2 separate regions of the Canis lupus genome follow, and region 1 is linked to region 2. Evidence: chromatin contacts called from public Hi-C data. All regions are on one chromosome and are shown on one strand. The core of a region is the stretch at or near the end of the contact, and the rest is flanking DNA. Distances in the headings are between cores, read along the strand shown. Region 1 holds the start of TM9SF2 (transmembrane 9 superfamily member 2). Region 2 holds the start of UBAC2 (ubiquitin-associated domain-containing protein 2).

What was found. A called contact is a pair of places that touch in the nucleus more often than the background predicts.
Region 1: a contact with region 2 is called in a Hi-C map of blood, with 3 times the contacts expected there. The contact joins the promoter of TM9SF2 here to the promoter of UBAC2 in region 2. A contact is called at or near these places in 2 of 9 Hi-C or Micro-C datasets (both in blood).

Annotation. Positions count from the first base shown.
Region 1 is chr22:49,677,406-49,680,105 of UU_Cfam_GSD_1.0, reverse strand. It overlaps TM9SF2 (transmembrane 9 superfamily member 2), which reads right to left and starts at 1,398. Exons shown (of 17, transcript XM_038569948.1): 1 at 1,077-1,398. The coding sequence starts at 1,244.
Region 2 is chr22:49,408,134-49,410,833 of UU_Cfam_GSD_1.0, reverse strand. It overlaps UBAC2 (ubiquitin-associated domain-containing protein 2), which reads right to left and starts at 1,379. Exons shown (of 9, transcript XM_038569946.1): 1 at 1,027-1,379. The coding sequence starts at 1,057.

The DNA of each region.
Region 1 (2,700 bases), core at 149-2,648, 270 kb before region 2:
AAGCTTAAAATTCATAGCTATAGTAAAGCTGGCAGTAATAAAATAAACATGTCTTTAAAAATAAAATCAAACTTAATAAATAAACCTATTTACAGACTGTAAAAGTTTGCTGAACGATTATTTGAATTGTTAAAATTATTACTGGTTTCAAAGAGATCCTCATGCCCCAACGGTGTTAGCAACTTAAAACTATTATGTCTACCGTCATGCTCTATAGCAAATAACGTAAAAGCAAGTTACTAATATGCCTCTTCACTAGCAGTTAAGCTGAAAACCTTGAGTGTAAAAGTCGTAAGAGATCACAGTTTTCAGGATCTGTCCTAGGAATAATACGCGTTTCTCCTGTGACCCGCTTGTCAGTGTTTAAAACAATGTCAGAGAAACTAAGTGCTGGGATCTTTTACAATTTCTGCAGGCTAAAAAATATTTTAAGTGAGTTAGAAATGAACAGCCTCCACTATTACAGCAACTTTTTATTGATGCAGTTTACGCGGTTCTGGGTGTTAAGAGTTCACCAAAAAAGGAACACACTGCTAAGTGTGAAGCTGAAACACCGAAGTCCTAGAAAGAAAACAAGCTCTCAGAACCAACCAGGAGTTCCAACAAAGTAGGGAGGAAACAAAAAAAAAAAAAAAAAAAAAAAAAAACACCTCGGGAAGCAATGAAATTTTTTTTGAAAAGTAACTGGAAGACCCAGTCGCCCACTTTCTTGGAGTGCGTGACCCGGGGCGGTGAGCCCACACTCCCCCGTGGACTGCGTGCGGACCCGCATGCACCCAACTCCAACGGAGGGCCATCCATACACGCAGCCCCTGTTTGCAGGCAAACGGACTACAGCTGCTCGTGCTACCTGGACCTTTAGACCCGAGGCGAGCCTGAGGCCCACTGAGCCCCGCAGAACCCACCCCTAAAAGGCCATTCCAGAACCTCCGACCTGCCGCCGGGCGGACCCAAGCACTTCCCGGGGACACCGGACCCATCCCAGCTACGCCCCCTTCCCCTCGGACCGCAGCTCTCCGGCTAAGGGGAGGTTGCCCTTCGGTCAGAGCACTCAGGGTCCGCCAGGCCTCACTCACCTTACACTCGTCACTCTTTTTGTCTTCTTCGCAGAAGTTGACTGGCGCCAGGCCGGGCAGGTAGAAGGCGGCGCCCGGACGTGGGCCTGGGGCCGCCCTCAGGAGCAGCAACAGCAGCACCAGCCCCGGCCACCGAGGCGGAGACAACACCAGCAGCCTCGCGCTCATGACGGCTGTTTCTGGAAAAGGGCAGCCGAGCCGAGGGGGCGAAGAGGGAAGGAGGGACGGGGAGCCTCGGAGACGACTACAAGATCGCGGGAGCTGAAGGGGGACCGCCCCGCCACGGACAGTTCCGGTTGCGCTAGGAGACGCCGCGGGTCCCGCAACAGCAACCGAACCGGAGCTCGACAGAGCATGCGCAGCGCCGCCTGCACATGCTCAGTGAGAGGGGCCGCAAGCGCCGGGAGGAGTTTCCGGGACGGAGCCTGGAGGAAATCCACTTTCCAGGTTTTCAGCAGGCCCACGAGGGGGTTGCTGGCTTCCGCGTTCACGGCTCGCCTTCCAAATTCAGATCTGGAGCTGCCTGGCGGCGTCCAGGAGGGCACCACGTGTCGCGCTGCGGCCCCGGCTCGCTGCTTTGGTTCAATTTCCCATAGCAATTACGAGGTTTCCTCGCCACACCTCTCTTGGCACGTCAACCCTTGCTATAGAGTTGGTGCCCCAGGAAATGCTTGCTGATGGAGGCGGCCTTGGTGGCGAGAAGTAGTTCGGCAAACACCTGTTTGGGAGCAGGATAAAGAAACAAATGGGGAAAACTAGCCAAAAAGTCTCGTATAGTTTTGAGTGTCCCTGTTTGCACGGACAGGTTCCAAGCGTTGGATGCCGTGAGCCATTTTTGCCTGGGACAGTAATAGTACAGAATAAACGAGATCTCTTTAAAGATGAGTGGAAATGAGGTGGGGGGGGGGAATCAGGAGTGGGCAAACAGAAGGTAGTGTTGATGTTTCTTTGCAAAAGAAGATGGGCAACAGTTAAGTGAGGATAGTCGTTCTAGTGAAATAGCAATCTGGTATTGATGAAGTTTTGGAATTATAGGTGAGGTCCGGAGCTGACGACCAAGAAAGAATTCTTGAGACGCCTTTGGTGCAAAATCGTGGTTTTATTAAAGCACGGGGACAGGACCCATGGGCAGGAAAAGCTGCTGCCCCGGGGCCTATGAGGGGTGGCTGATTATATACCTGAAAGTTGTGAGGGGTTTGAGGATACTGTATTCTCTAAGGGATTTTGGGAGCAAGATTTCCAGCACCTTGAGGGGCCTAGCTGTTGTTGGGAAAAGCTCATTTACTACCGTCTCATAAAACCTGAGTCATGAGACCCTTCAGATGTGCTTGGGGGATGATTGATTGCCAACACGTATCTTTGGTGGGGAGAGGTTAACGAAATTTCTAAAGGAATTTTTTTCTTTTTTTTTTTTTTTTTTAAGATTTTATTTATTAATGAGAGACACACACAGAGGGAGAGCGAGACAGAGAACAGGCAGAGGGAGAAGCAGGCTCCATGCGGGGAGATGGATGTTGATCCAGGTCTCCAGGATCAGGCCCAGGACTGAAGGTGGCCCTAAACTGTTGAGCCACCCAGGCTGCCTTAAAGGAATTTTTATATGTTAAAATACACTTACAGGATC
Region 2 (2,700 bases), core at 130-2,629:
CCTTGCGCCTGTGGCTCTGATGGGCAGTCTCGGACTGAGACCTGTATTCTCAGAAAAGATTTCTGACAATCACAATACATCTTTTAATATTTGAAAATGTCAACTGCTTCCATACTGAGGCACGATTAAGTTCGCGTGCAGAGAGCTCTGAAGTACCAACAGTGACAAGCAATTTTAAATTACGCCTGTTCAAACAGTTCCTGTTACTGTACCAGTGCCTAATCTCGGTGCTGTTTACTTAACATACAGTCCACCTTACCGAAAGCCAACTAAACAATTTCAGCGAAAAAAAAAAAAAAAATTGTCATTTAAAAGGCTCCATGCACTGCTTTGCCCTCTATCTGCTGACCACCGCGGACGTTCAAGTGAACGATGACAGCAACATCCAGCAGCAATGTCCGCACTTTCCTGCCAGATGACTTCTTCACTTCCTTCCACTTTAATGTACTTTAATCAGTTTTTATTTGTCGAAAAACTCTCACGGGAAACCGAGGAAGAAAAAAAATCTAAGTAAACCCTTGGGGTCGGCTCCTGAGACCGAGGCTGGAATGTGCACCTGGGGGGGAGCCAGTTCGGTCCCTCTGTAGCCTAAATGGAGCAAGGTGACTGGGAAGGGGGCAGGCTTCCAGCATCGGCTCCACCAGGACAGCCTCCTCTTTCAGCCTGGCACCCGCGCCGCGGAGCGCAAGGGGTCGAGCCCGGAGAACACCGGGACGCCCAGGCCGACCCTAACTTTCCGGTCCACCTGGAACACCTGAGCATCGTACCTGGGGTTCACAGGTGAGGGCCGGGGCTGCCGGCGGGACTCAGCGCCCACTGGCCCCTCCGGGCTGAGGGCGGGGGAGGGGGGGCCGGGCCCGCCGCCCCTCACCCGCAGGAGGAGCCCCCAAGGTTCGGGCGCGGGGATGGAGGGTCGGCCCCCAAACCTCCTACAACCCCGAGGGTCCCCGCTGCCCCCAGGCTTCTCAAGGAGGTGCCCAGGGTGCCGCGTGGGAAAGAGCCAGGATGGCGGCGGCCGGTACTCACAAAGCCCGCTGGAGCCGGTGCTGGCGAACATGGTCCCGCCGGACCCGGAGCCCCCGAGGGGGGACAGGGGGAGGGGAAGCGGAGGTGGAGGGACCCGGAGACCGCGCAGGCGCACTCCCGGCGCAGCGGCGAATCCGGCAACTGGATTCCACTCCTGGGGCTGCCCGTGAGCGGCGCATGCGCGGCCCGCGGGCCGCACCGCTCCGCCCGCCCCCTCCCTTCCTGCCCGGGAAGGGAAGTCGGTCCGCAGCCGGAGGCGTCCGCCCGTCCGGGTTTTTCCGACTGCCGCGGGCCTGCTATAGTGAAGGAAGGGGAGATGGTGGGAGGAGCCGGAGGGCAGCTGCCGCGAGCAACGTTCCAGCGCTCAGCGGCGCCCACGCCCCGTGGAGCAGCGTGGCAGCGGATTCCTCCGAGTGCCGGCGTCGGGGCGGGGGTGCGGGGCTAATTCCTGGCGACCTCTAACCTCTCCCGGGACGGGACGCGGGCGAGCTCCACGCATGCTCAGTGTGTCTGGGCGCCGAAGCTCGCTCCCCCAGGGCGTCGGCAGGGGCTCCCCGGGGTGCGGCGTCCGGCCGAGGGCGAGAGGCTCTGAGCCGCCTTGCTCCCCAGGCGTCTGCTCTGGCGCCCTCCAGACCTGGCCTTTTTTTTTTTTTTTTTTTCCTCTCTTGCAAAATGATATTAATTTTTTTTTTTTATGAGAGAGAGAGATGAGAGAGGCAGAGACATAGGCAGAGGGAGAAGCAGGCTCCATGCACCAGGAGCCCGACATGGGATTCGAACCCGGGTCTCCAGGATCGCGCCCTGGGCCAAAGGCAGGCGCCAAACCGCTGCGCCACCCAGGGATCCCCAAAATGATATTAATCTTTAAGGCAAAGTCATGCTTTTTTTTAAATGAGTTTGAACCTGAAAACTATATTATCTAGTGTAGTTATTAAAGAATACTTTTTGCGAAATTGACAAGGCTAAATGGAAAGGACACCTTACAAAACTACAGGAAAAACAAACAAACAAACATTTTTTTAGTGTTTATAAGGACCAGGCGCTGAGCTCAATCTGGAATTTGTGGATCAATCAAACACAGTCCCTGCCTCTGAAGAGAGGTGCCAGTGACCCAAAATTTCAACACGGATTTATTGCTAGAAGGCGAAAGTATAAGTGACTTTATTTATTGGGCTTTTCTTTGTTTTTGCAGAAGCTGTTGGTTAGCAACAAAACCGGTAGCCAGCATAGGTCACTGGTTCTCAAAGTAGGTGTGGCTACTTCCCCCACCCCAATTTGGGGAATCCAGAAGGCCAGAACTATTTTCATGATTGTACAAAGACATTTCCTTTTACTCAGGAGTGTACAGTGGAGCTTCCCATTGTGCCTTTGGAAGGGCTGCAAACTCTGTGAACCAACATTCTCCAGCTGATCAATGCATCATGTTACAAAATCCTGCGTGGGTAAGATGGAGTCAAACTGCAAGATAGATGAATACCTATGCCATTCACTTCCCCTGGGATGGGACTAGAGCATATTATGCTGAATGAAATAAGTCAATCAGAGAAAGACAATTATATGGTTTCACTCATGTGGAATATAAGAAATAGTGAAAGGGACCATAGGGGAAAGGAGGGGAACTGAGTGGGGAAAAACTAGAGAGGAAAACAAACTGTAAGAGACTCCTAACTCTGG